Linked DNA regions of Mus musculus: region 2 is linked to region 1. A link is a contact called in public HiChIP or PLAC-seq data. All regions are on one chromosome and are shown on one strand. The core of a region is the stretch at or near the end of the contact, and the rest is flanking DNA. Distances in the headings are between cores, read along the strand shown. Region 1 has its middle 140 kb from the start of Gm46962. Region 2 overlaps Gm30211 (a long non-coding RNA gene).

The links. HiChIP or PLAC-seq counts read pairs in DNA pulled down with a chosen protein or histone mark.
Region 2: an H3K27ac HiChIP or PLAC-seq map of large pre-B cells shows a contact between it and region 1, with 5 times the contacts expected there. The contact joins two enhancer-like sites. A contact is called at or near these places in 1 of 15 datasets of contacts at CTCF or cohesin (large pre-B cells) and 2 of 115 datasets of contacts at active chromatin or transcription factors (the 230-238 cell line and large pre-B cells).

The regions. Positions count from the first base shown.
Region 1 is chr6:70,076,052-70,081,841 of GRCm38.p6, reverse strand. It overlaps Igk. Among named protein-coding and RNA genes, the nearest start is that of Gm46962, 140 kb to the left of the region's middle. Within about 2 kb of position 2,966, at least 5 of the 459 cell types and tissues checked have an H3K27ac peak or open chromatin away from gene starts, as enhancers often do.
Region 2 is chr6:70,748,366-70,754,155 of GRCm38.p6, reverse strand. Gm30211 (a long non-coding RNA gene) reads right to left here. Exons shown (of 7, transcript XR_001785278.2): 6 at 5,095-5,197; 7 at 2,466-4,356. Among named protein-coding and RNA genes, the nearest start is that of Gm30211, 22 kb to the right of the region's middle. Within about 2 kb of position 2,100, at least 15 of the 459 cell types and tissues checked have an H3K27ac peak or open chromatin away from gene starts, as enhancers often do.

The DNA.
Region 1 (5,790 bases), core at 1,717-4,216:
GAGTAAACATTAATTTAGCAGTTCATCAATTTTTATTAGATATTTTCTTTATGTACATTTTGAATGTTATACCCTTTCCCGGTTTCCCCTTCCAAAAAACCCTATCCCCTCCCTGCCTCACCCTGCTCACTAACCCACCCAAACTCCCTTACTGGTCTTGGCATTTCCCTACACTGAGGCATAGTGCTTTCACAGGACCAAGGGCTTCTCCTCCCATTGATGACCAACAAGGCCATCCTCTCTTACATATGTGGCTGGAGCCATGGGTCCCTCCATGTGTACTCTTTGGTTGGTAGTATAGTCCCTGGGAACTCTCAGCTTACTGGTTGGTTCATGCTCTTGTTCCTCCTATGGGGCTGCAAATCCTTTCAGCTCCTTGGGTCCTTTCTCTAGCTCCTCCATTGGGGACCCTGTGCTAGTCCAATGGTTGGCTGAGGGCATCCACGTCTGTATTTGTCTGGCACTGGCAGAGCATCTCAGTAGACAACTATATCAGGTTTTTGTCAGCAAGTACTCGTTGGCATCCATAATAGTGTCTGGGTTTGGTGATGGTATATGATATGGATCCCCAGGTGGGGAAGTCTCTGGCTGGTCATTCCTTCAGTCTCTGCTCCACACTTTGACTCTGTAACACCTCCCATGAGTATTTTGTTCCCCCTTTTAAGAAGGACCAAAGTATCCATTCTTTGGTCTTCCTTCTTCTTGAGCTTCATGTGGTCTGTGAATTGTATCTTGGGTATTCTAAGAGTTCATCAATTCTTATGCCTGCTACCCTACATATGTAGGAATGGCATAGTAGGGATCACTGTTCAGGTTATCTTAAATTCTAAACTAAATGGCTATTAGGCACTATCTATCTATCTATCTATCTATCTATCTATCTATCTACCATCTATCTAGATTCCTAGCTTTATCTATCTACATATCTATTAATTTATCTTTTATTATTCTTCTTATACTTTTTTTTTCATCATGGCTCCTTTATCCTGGTATTGGAGACTCCTCTAACATCAAGTACCGTTTATGTCATGAGTTCTTTTGATTTATCTTTCTTTTGGTCTAAATGTATATTTTAAGGGGTCCTATGATTAGAACATATCCAGTCTACTAGCCTGCTACTCTGGCAATCAACTTCTATCATTATTGCTGCTGAATCCTTTTAAAGAAAGATCCAAATTGCAGTTTGACTACATGTATTGGTAACAGTGTGTTGACTGTAGGGTTAGGAATATTGGAGTCAGCAAACAGTACTTTCTACATAACATTAGAATAAGTTACCAAATGTAAATTGCATATATGGGACTGGGCATTGTTCAGAACACACATTTACTATTTTAATTTGATATTTTCATTCATGTATGTACTGAATTTTGAGTATTTCACCCTCATTAGCTTTATTCTTCCTCCGTTATTTCCAGGTGAAATATTCTTCTTCAAAATTTCCTGTTGTGAATTTGCTGCTCTTTCTATTGTTTCTGGGTTTAATTGTGGATATTTCATGACTGTTGATTCTTTTCTGGAATATGGGCTACACTGCTTAAGAAAATCACATCTGCCCGGCATTCATTACTTACTCATGGGTCTTCATTGAAGAATAAGGCCACTTGGGCCCCTCCTTTTGCATGAAAAAATGGTTATGGGTCAAATCTGGTACAAATAAGCACAGTGACAGTTTGCTCACGAGTGCAATGGCTAAGTTATTCCCCAAAAACACTGTTGCACTGCACTCCTTCACAATGTCCAGTCCTTAAATTCATCTTGTCTCTTCATAAATGTTTCTGCACTGTCCCTGGACTGTAGGATGTAAGACATCCCATTTAGGAATGAACATTCCACAGTCACATATTTTCAATATTTTAACCATTAAGCCTTTGCTTTAACCATTATCTAATGCCAAAATAGGCTTCTAGAGTAAATCCTAGGAATAGTGCCAATCTAAGTGTTTAAATGTATGGAATGTAAAGCATTCCAATGTACTCAGTAAAAATATGAAATTATTGTGACCATTGTTCCACAAGTTCTCATTTAACTTATATAAACCTCACACTTAACTGACTTTCTAAATCTGGCAGCCTCAGTTCAATGTTGGCCTCCACAGATTATTTATATTTTTCACAAGAAGAGCTTTCAAAAGGCCATGTGAATTTCAGGCCTTCTGTCCTTCATAAATTTTTAGGCCCTATACATATAGAAAGGGCTCCTCTCTGGGTTTTGTATGGTCAAATCTCATTTCTCACTGCCTCTTAAGTAGCTGGTTCTGAAGAAGACATGTGCCTTCCCCCATACTTTTGTTGCAGTCAAAACCAGGTGGGTTACTTTCATTTTCTTTTCTATCATCCTGCCACTTTTGTCTGACTGACAGTTCTAACTCTTCTTCAATGTTGAGAAGTTGTTTTAGTTTCTTTGAGGAAGGAAAACTATCAAAGATAGAAAATAGGAAGTTTAGCTGTATATTTCCCACAAATGATAACATATGTGCATGTTTATGGAACTTTATACAAAGGGAGACAGAAGTGTTTACAAACACTGTGTGCATCCATTGGAAACCTGAGAACTCTAATATACCTACTATGTACTGTGGTAATGTGATTTGTGGAAAGCAGTAACTAAGGAGGCTTTGCCTTTTTTACAAAATATTTTGAGATTTCACCTTCTGTTTTATATACATGAATGTTTTTCTGTCTGTATGTCTATGGGCCATGTATGTGCAATTTGTATGGAGGCCAGAAGAAAGTGTTGAATCCTTTGGGACTACAGTCACACTTAATAATGAACCTCCATATGTGTGCCGTAACTGAAACCAGGTCCACCGGAAGAGCTCTCCTAACTATGGTGCATTTTTCTCAAGCACATATATTTTGCTTTTAAGAACCATACATATAATGAGAGTGACATCCACTCCAGTGTCACCAGTTTCTCTCCCTATGTATTGTGAAGAGCACAAGTATTTAATTGCATGAGTAAGTTTTGTCTTTAGGGCCCTTGCTCTACAGCTGTCTGAACTGAATGAGCAGCACTATATGACATGAAAGCACACTCAACTCACTGCAGCTGTCACAAAACACGGGTAAGTTTAGTGAAGATCAAGAACACATGACAGCTTGGTAGACACTGACTGGGACAGTTACTCATTTGCCGTATTCTTGACCTTGATATTGAGAAGTTCCTAAATCCACATAGTTGGACTCTCTTATATGATGGTATCTTAGCAATTTGTGGGTCAAACTTGAAGTGTTTATCAGGAATAATTTAGTGTTTTATGCCTGCAATACAAATAGGTAATTACCTGTTTTGTAAAATATACAAAATAATTGATTTAAATATAGAGTTAAAGTTCAAGATCAGTTAAATGACTTGCTTTGGTAATAAAACACCAGTTGTCTCACATTCTGGTGACTGGATATCTTTTTGAGACCTTTCCACATTTTGTAGGCTGGACTGAGCCAGGGACTAACTGGACAGAACTGAGTGCCTTCTGTCATGCTTTTCCTGCTTCTTTTACCTCTGTTCTGGTATTAAATATGTGCATCCCCATTTCTTAATGTGTGTTTTATTTCATTTTATTTCTCATACTTTGCACATAACATTATAATTTACCTTATACATATAGTTTTGTAATTCCCAATCATAAGCCTTTGTTTAACCATTTCTATTATTAATAGTTTTTTATTCACATTCAAGTTAACTCATTTTGTTCTGGGTGCCAAGAATTGCTAATGTCAAATCGTCTGTTGTTCCTTCAAAATTACCTTTAAATTTTTGATGGTTATCTTAATGCCAAATATAAAATTAAAAATCAGGAGAGAAGTGTGACTAGGAATCTTGGATAACCAGGCAGACCATGATATGGCATCCTATTGGCAATCTTAGTTTCTTTCATTCTCTTCCATTAATTTCTTTTTTTTTAAATTAGATATTTTCTTTATTTACATTTCAAATGCTATTCCAAAAGTTTCCTATACCCTCCCCCTGCCCTGCTCTCCTACCCACCCACTCCCACTTCTTGGCCCTGGCATTCCCCTGTACTGGGGCATGTAATGTTTGCAAGACCAAGGGGCCTCTCTTCCCAATGAGGGCGGACTAGGCCATCTTCTGCTACATATGAAGCTAGAGACATGAGCTCTGGGGGTCAAAGCAATCCCAGTAAAATCAGGGACTAGACAAGGCTGCCCACCTTCTCCCTACCTTTTCAATATAGTACTTGAAGTCCTAGCCAGAGCAATTCGACAACAAAAGGAGATCAAGGGCATTACTTTCTTTTTTATTCACCTTATGCCCTAGATAACAATGAAATCTCCATTATTTCCTCCTAAATACCACTCCCTATTATACCCCCTCTTCCTGAGAGAAGAGGAAGCTCCCTTGTGTACTACCTTGCCCTGAAATATCAAGTCACAGTTCTCTCCCAACTGAGGACTAACCAGTTAGGAGAAGGGATCTAATAGCAGACAACAGAGCTAGACAGCCTCTACTCCAATTGTTAGGAGACCCATGTGAAGACCAAGTTGCACATCTGCTTCAAATGCCCAGGGGTTCTAGGTCCAGTCCCTTCATGTTCGTTGGTTAGTGATTCAGTCTCTGAGCCACCATTTACTCAGGTTAGTTGGCTCTGTAGATCTTCTGTGGTGTCCTTGACCCCCTCCAGCTTAGTCTAGTCTATCCTACACTGTTCCACAAGGCTTTCTAAGCTCCACCTGATGTTTGAGTGTGGGTCTCTGCATCTACCTCTATCCCCTCCTGGATAAAGCCTCAATAAAAGAATTTAAGAACAGTAACTAACAGAAGGTATAGCAAGATATATTAGAGTTCAAAAAGAGAACTGCAGGACATACAATGGGCCTGCAAGAGAGGAGGAGGACAATCATGTTCCCTAAGATAAGGTCAGCCCCTTGGAAGCAGGCACCTTCCCTCCACAGTGCTTCAGCCTTCAATACAAACCTCTTTTGAGGTTTCACCAGCTCCCCGTAGGACCCAGCCCTGGACCTGCACCATCTACTGGAGACCCTAAATGACCCAGTTCACTGATGAGAAGGTGCAGAGATCAATGATTTCCAACCTTAAAGTTCAATGGATCTATGTTTCTGCCTTAGTTAGGGTTTCTTATTTCTGGGAAGCATCACCATGAAGGCAGCAACTCTTATATGGAAACATTTCATTGGATATGGCTTACAGTTCAGAGGGTTAGTCCTTTATCATCATGGTAGAAAAAATCATGGCTGAATGTAGGAAATTATGGTGCTTGAGAGGAAGCTGAGAATTTTATAATCAGGTTTTTCAGGCAACAGGAAGAGAGTGAGACACTGATCCTGGATTGGACATCTGAGAACTTAAAGACCACACCCAGTGATATACTATCTCCAACAAACTACACCTACATCAGCAAGGCCATCCCTTCTAAGAGTATCACTCTTTAAGAATCAATGGGGGCCAGTTTTCTTCCAACCATCATAGTCTTTTATATAAATTGATATGAAAGGTCCTTATAGTAAATTGAAGTAAAGGTCTTTTTAGTAGTTTTCTATTTCTTCTGCAATCACTACAAAATACCTGTGGCTTAAACATGAGAAGTTCATTATTTTATGGTTCTGGAGGTCAGAATTCAAACATTGGCTCAATGGGCTGATGTAGGGAGCCTAAATTTCCATTTGGAGGATCTATAAGGAGTTATGCCTTTTAGTTTCTCGAACTCCTACAGAGCTTCAAAACTCTTTAGCTTGTGTTTCCTTTCCATGATTTTTGTTTTGAAAATCATATTTATCCATGTATATTTATTATATACAATGTTCAGTT
Region 2 (5,790 bases), core at 851-3,350, 670 kb before region 1:
GTGTCTATGTACCTAAGGATTTGATGATAACCTTAATCTCTAAGAGAGCTAGTGAGAACTCTAGTAAGAGGCAGGAGAGTTTACCAAAGAGGAAACACCTGAAAAAACGTTCTGCCTCGCTAACATTGAAGACAAAACACCTAAATTAAACAGCAGCAGCAGCAGCATCAGGGTGCCCTTCTTACTGTCTCAGCAACAATAATATAAACAGGGGTGTGGAGATGGCGAGACGGCTTTCCCAGCTTGCCGGTGGGGTTGTAAACTCTTCTGACTTTTCTTACTAGATATTTTTTGGCAATATGTACCAAGAAACAGAAAATGTCCCATTCATTTTTAGTTACTTGTAGGAAACAGTCCTGTACAAGTACATTGCAGGGTGGATACTAATTTAGATATGAAGATGTTTGTACCAAGGTAATATTTTAGCAAATATGGAAACCTAAATGATGTGAATTATTATTCAGTCTTTTAAGATCGAGTTTGTTCACTGGGGTTGTGTGTCTCTCAGTGGGAGAGTGCCTCTAGGTTTGATCTCCAGCACCACATTAAACCCTTGTATGCTGATACAGGCTGTAATTCCAGCACTCAGGAAGTAGAGGCAGGAAGATCAGGAGTTTAAGGTCACCCTTGGCCATCGCTTTGTCAGACCTTGTCTCAAACAAAATAAAACAACAACAAACCAAGATAACACCATCTGTAAAGTACTATATTTGACAACCCATGTGGAATAATTTTAAATGAATATACACATTGATCTTGTCATGATTAGGAACATATACCACTCTGGGTATTCCAAACAATGTCATAGTGGGACCTACTTTGTAGGTGACAAATAGCAGAGAACCCATCATTAAGCTGAAGGGACCTGGAGCTGAGCAATGTCAGGGTTGCAAGAGCTCTCACGGCCTAGAAATTTCCCACTTGGTGGGTGCAAGAGTGGTGGCTACTGGAAAATTCCTTCCCCAGGCAGGGCTGGTGAGCAAATATCCTGGCTTGACCCTTCTACGCTTTACACTTGCCAGTCTAGTGGGATAGTGGAAGCCAGTTTGACAGGGGCCAGGGGTAGGGAGTGAAACCGGAAGCAGATGGAAAATGGCTACTGCATAGCATGATCTCAACTATGTAAAAATAATATGTATCAAATGATGTTAAAAATAGTCTTTGATGGATTGATAGCTACCTCCTATTCCCCTCCCCCCCCTTTTTTTTTTAAAGAAAGAGGTCAGGAATTACAGATGCAAGCATCACCAACAGAATACAAGAGACAGAAGAGAGAATCTCAGGTGTAGAAGATACCTTAGAACACGTTGACACAAATTCCTAATCCAAAACATCCAGGAAATCTAGGGCAAAAAGGTGACATTTTAGATAAGTCATTATCTAAATAATAAGCCTTTTAAATAATAAGCCTTTAAAATGATAATTTTAGATAAGTCACCCGAGAGACTCTGGCCTCAGAACTTGGTGTCACTCAAGGCAGTGGCCAGAAGGGAGCGCTCCAGCCCAGCACGTCAAAACCTCCAAGGCCAGGCAGAGGCTGGGATTTCTGTGACCACAGCAGAGTGGGCTATTTGGGAGACATGGCCTTATCAGTTACTGTCCTTAAAGGCTTATTATCTCTGTTTTCATTTCAACAGTCCTTCCTCTTTGGGAAAGTTATTGTCATGGTCCTTTAGAAAGCTAAGCTGAACATCACCGGACCTCACGGTTTCTTCCGGGTCCTGTTGGAGTGTTTGGCACTTGCTCACTGATTGATCAGAGAGCCCCACTCTCCTGGTTATGCGTGGCTAAAGGAACGTGTTCTGAGGTGCTTAAGGCTCCTAGTGCTGGATAATTAATATGTGCCCATAAAATCCACTGTGGTGTCCCCCCCAGTAAATCCCTTAGGTCTCTCAGTATGCTTGCATTTCTAGTATTTCTCTTCATCATCTGACTCTGTCTGGGACAACAGCCCTGGGTCCAGTTAACCAGCAAAAACTACACGTGTGGCTGTTTATGAAGTGGCCAGGACATTTTCTAGCATGGAAGATGGGTTCGTTTGACTGTTTGCTACTTCAGCTCACTGCCAAGCCCTTAACTTTGTTATCGTAAGCGCACAAAGCCACCCATAACTGACTGTGCTGGCTGGGTTGGGGTGCAAATCTGCCTGTCTGAAGCCCCTGCCCACACGACTCCTTCAGGCAGACGGTTTTTCTATGGACATCTACTGACAGGTTATCACAGGTCAGGGGAGGTTGTTTTAGGGAACATGGAAGTTTTCCTGGGAGAATATGAGTCAAACTTAAATACTGGACACTTTAAAGCTACATTAGGGCTCAAATCTGAGCTCAACTGCAGTCCTAGGGAGATCCACCCTGGGCTGCCACTAGGGTCCTCACAGTGAGTGCTGCTAACTGACTGCCCGTGCAGAAACTGGGTAAAGAGCAGTGTCCTGAATCCACTCCCCCCCCGCCCCGCCCCCGGCTGTGTACCCCTCACAGGTTGGTCCCTCTCTGTGTGTGGTTGCTGTGGGAGGGATTGTTGGAAAGTCCAAGGGAGGTTAAGGAAATGGAAGAATAATCTTAGGTAACTCTTCATAGCTTGGCTTCCCCAAGGACTCCCTCACCCATATTCTCCGTTAGAGAGAGTCTGCCTTCATTTCTGTGTTTCCCCCTAATATCTATTTCTGCTGTTTGTTGTAGTGTTAAACTTCTGTTTTAGAAAAGGACTTAAGACCATGCACAGGAAAATGTTGTTTTTTTTTTTCCCCGAAATACAAAAAGTGTGTGTAATCAAAACAGAATTGTAAATAACATTCAGTTAGGAAGCTTGGAAAGATGCTTCCTATGGTAGAGAGAGGCTGACATTTGTAAAGCCGAGGTAGTCTCTCTTCCTCTCAACTCCAAGGCCCTGAGTTTGACCCGCAGCAAAAACAAACAAACAAATGAAAACTTCAGTAAGAAACAAAACAAAATATCTCAATCCAAGCAAAAATAAAGGCCTGCCTGTAATTGGTTAAAACGGGGCCTGGACTCCTGAGGTGTGAAGACTGTCTCTGAGCAAGCTTTACCCCTGCCTGACGCTGTTGGCAGAGGCTGGCCCTGGGGATACTTGGGATTTTGCAGAATTGGGTTTTGCGTTCCCTATGCTAACGTCCAAGCATCAATTCCTAAGAACAAAACTCTTGTTTTATTTAAAAATACATTCTCACCGAGTTTACGTACAATCAAACTCACAGGATGCATGCTTATTCTTAAAACATGTTGCTGTATAATGTGCACGCATGTAAAGTTCCATATTTATGTTTAAAAGTTTCAAGAAAGGAACTTTTTTTTTTTCTGAGTAATCATGGTTGTGTTTCTGACTGCATGTCTACACTTTCAATGATTATAAATTGCGTTCATGGGCAGTCTTTTATGGGCACCCACAAGATCACTTCTAGTCCCCAGTGTGTAATCTAAGTGTAAATTATGGCAATGGAGAAATGATCCAAAACAGTTACTTAAACGCAGAGTTGCTTTCTAGAATAGATTTTTTTCTGAATAATTTTCTGTACTTAAAATAATTATCTCTTTTATAGTTGTAATTTTATCAGTAAGGATAATTCTAAGTGAATTCCAATGGCTATTTTTGTTGTTGTGGTGGTGGTTTTGAGACAGGGTCTTACTCTGTAGACAGGACTCCTGGTTCTGGGGCTCTGATGTTGGTAATTTTAGGAGAGACTTTGACGCTTGAGGACAGCTCACGCAACCCCTTCTTTTAAAACCCAGTTACTTTTCTGACACACTGATGGTTAGTTTTCATCTGGCTTTAAGAAGTCTCCATTAGAGCTAAAATGCTTCATGAAAAGCGTCTTAGCCCGGGGAGTGGGGGAGTAGAGAGGATTACTTTCCAATGGCTACTCATTGTACTGCTAGAATACTTTGCTCCAAAAAATTACATGAAGAAATTTCCAGCAGGCAAATCAGTAAAAAGAACATGTATTCGTCTGTAGTTCCTTTTCTTTAACATATTCAGAAATGACTCAAGGATACAAGTAGACACACACATGTGGGAGTTAGAGAGAATTGGCTTGATCAAAACATGCAGCTATCCCAGACATACCCTCACTAATTAATCCCAGACAGCTGTGTAAGCATAGCACATTCTCACCATGGCTTAACCTGTTTTTACAGCATACACATGGCTTGACAACAAAGCCTAATTGGTAATTCTGTTTGCTGGAGGCAGAGATTTTACCTTTCAGGTCATTTAATCCCAGCTGTTAGGCTGTGTGTTTGGTTAAGTAGTAGCTTTCCACTTCAGGGGCTGGAGCAGGCTCTCCACACTGAGAGATGATCCCCAGGGAGCCCAGCATGGGAGGCATTGGCTTCATCTCTGTTCGAAAACAAGGCAGAGGCTGCTGTCATGCTTCCATGTGGCATATTGTTCTAGTTCTAGTTGCTGGATATTCTTTATTATAAAACAGTATTCAGCATCCAGAAATTATTAGCGCATATTAATTGCACAAAATACCAATTTTCATTTTTTTTTTTTTTTGAGACAGGGTTTCTCTGTATAGCCCTGGCTGTCCTGGAACTCACTCTGTAGATCAGGCTGGCCTCGAACTCAGAAATCCGCCTGCCTCTGCCTCCTGAGTGCTGGGATTAAAGGCGTGCGCCACCACGCCTGGCCTTCATTATATTTTTATACGTGTGTAACAAGGTTGGATCATAGTCACCGGTTTCTTGTCCTTGTTTCCTTCTTTACCTTCCTGCTGTCTGACTCCTTTCTCTTACCAAATGCTCCTCTTTCTACATTCATGCCTTAAAAAAAAATCTAGCTTCACATATGAGATAAAATGTGGTTTGTCCTAATATGGCTTATTTTGCTTAACATAATGATTTCCAGTTTTAACCATTTTTCTAGAAAGAACACAATTTAGCTGTTTATGGCCCTGTAAAATTGCATTGGAGGGCTGATGAGACGGCTCACTGGGTTAAGGTAAAATTGCACTGGAGGGCTGATGAGATGGCTCACTGGGTTAAGGTGCTGGTAAAATTGCATTGGAGGGCTGATGAGATGGCTCACTGGGTTAAGGTAAAATTGCACTGGAGGGCTGATGAGATGGCTCACTGGGTTAAGGTGCTGGTAAAATTGCACTGGAGGGCTGATGAGATGGCTCACTGGGCTAAGGTGCTGGTCCCCAAGCCTGATGACCTGCATTGGATCCAGGGACCTATGCAATAGAGGGAGAGAATCAACCCCTGGAAGTTGTGCTCTGACCTCCAGAGATCACACACACACACACACACACACACACACACACACACACACACCTCTCACACTGTATTACATACTGTAATAAAAAATTATTGGATATATATATGCCATATTTCATTGTCCATTCATCTATTGATGGGCATCTAAACTCATCCGTAGCTTGATCACCATGAACACTGATGTAATAAACAAGCATTTTGAACGCAGATACTCTACCACTTGCTTTTAACAATAGATGCAACATATGCTCAGCATTTTGTCTGAGTGCTGTTTCTAATCCTAATTTCTAAACACGTGTGTTTCATACAAGGCTGATTGTAGAATTCAGTGCTATACGTCTCTCACGAGTATGCAGCTGCCTATGTTCTTATACAGGCCTTGGACATTTCCTTTCACATGATGGTAAATTAGCTCATCGAGATAATTTTCCATATTTCCTTGGCTGTTTCTCCTATTGTTGGTCCCTTAGCATCTTATAGATGTTTGCTATTTTATTTTATTATTGTTACTTTTGCAATGTTGGGGTTTGGGTCAGGAGTCGAGCATGCC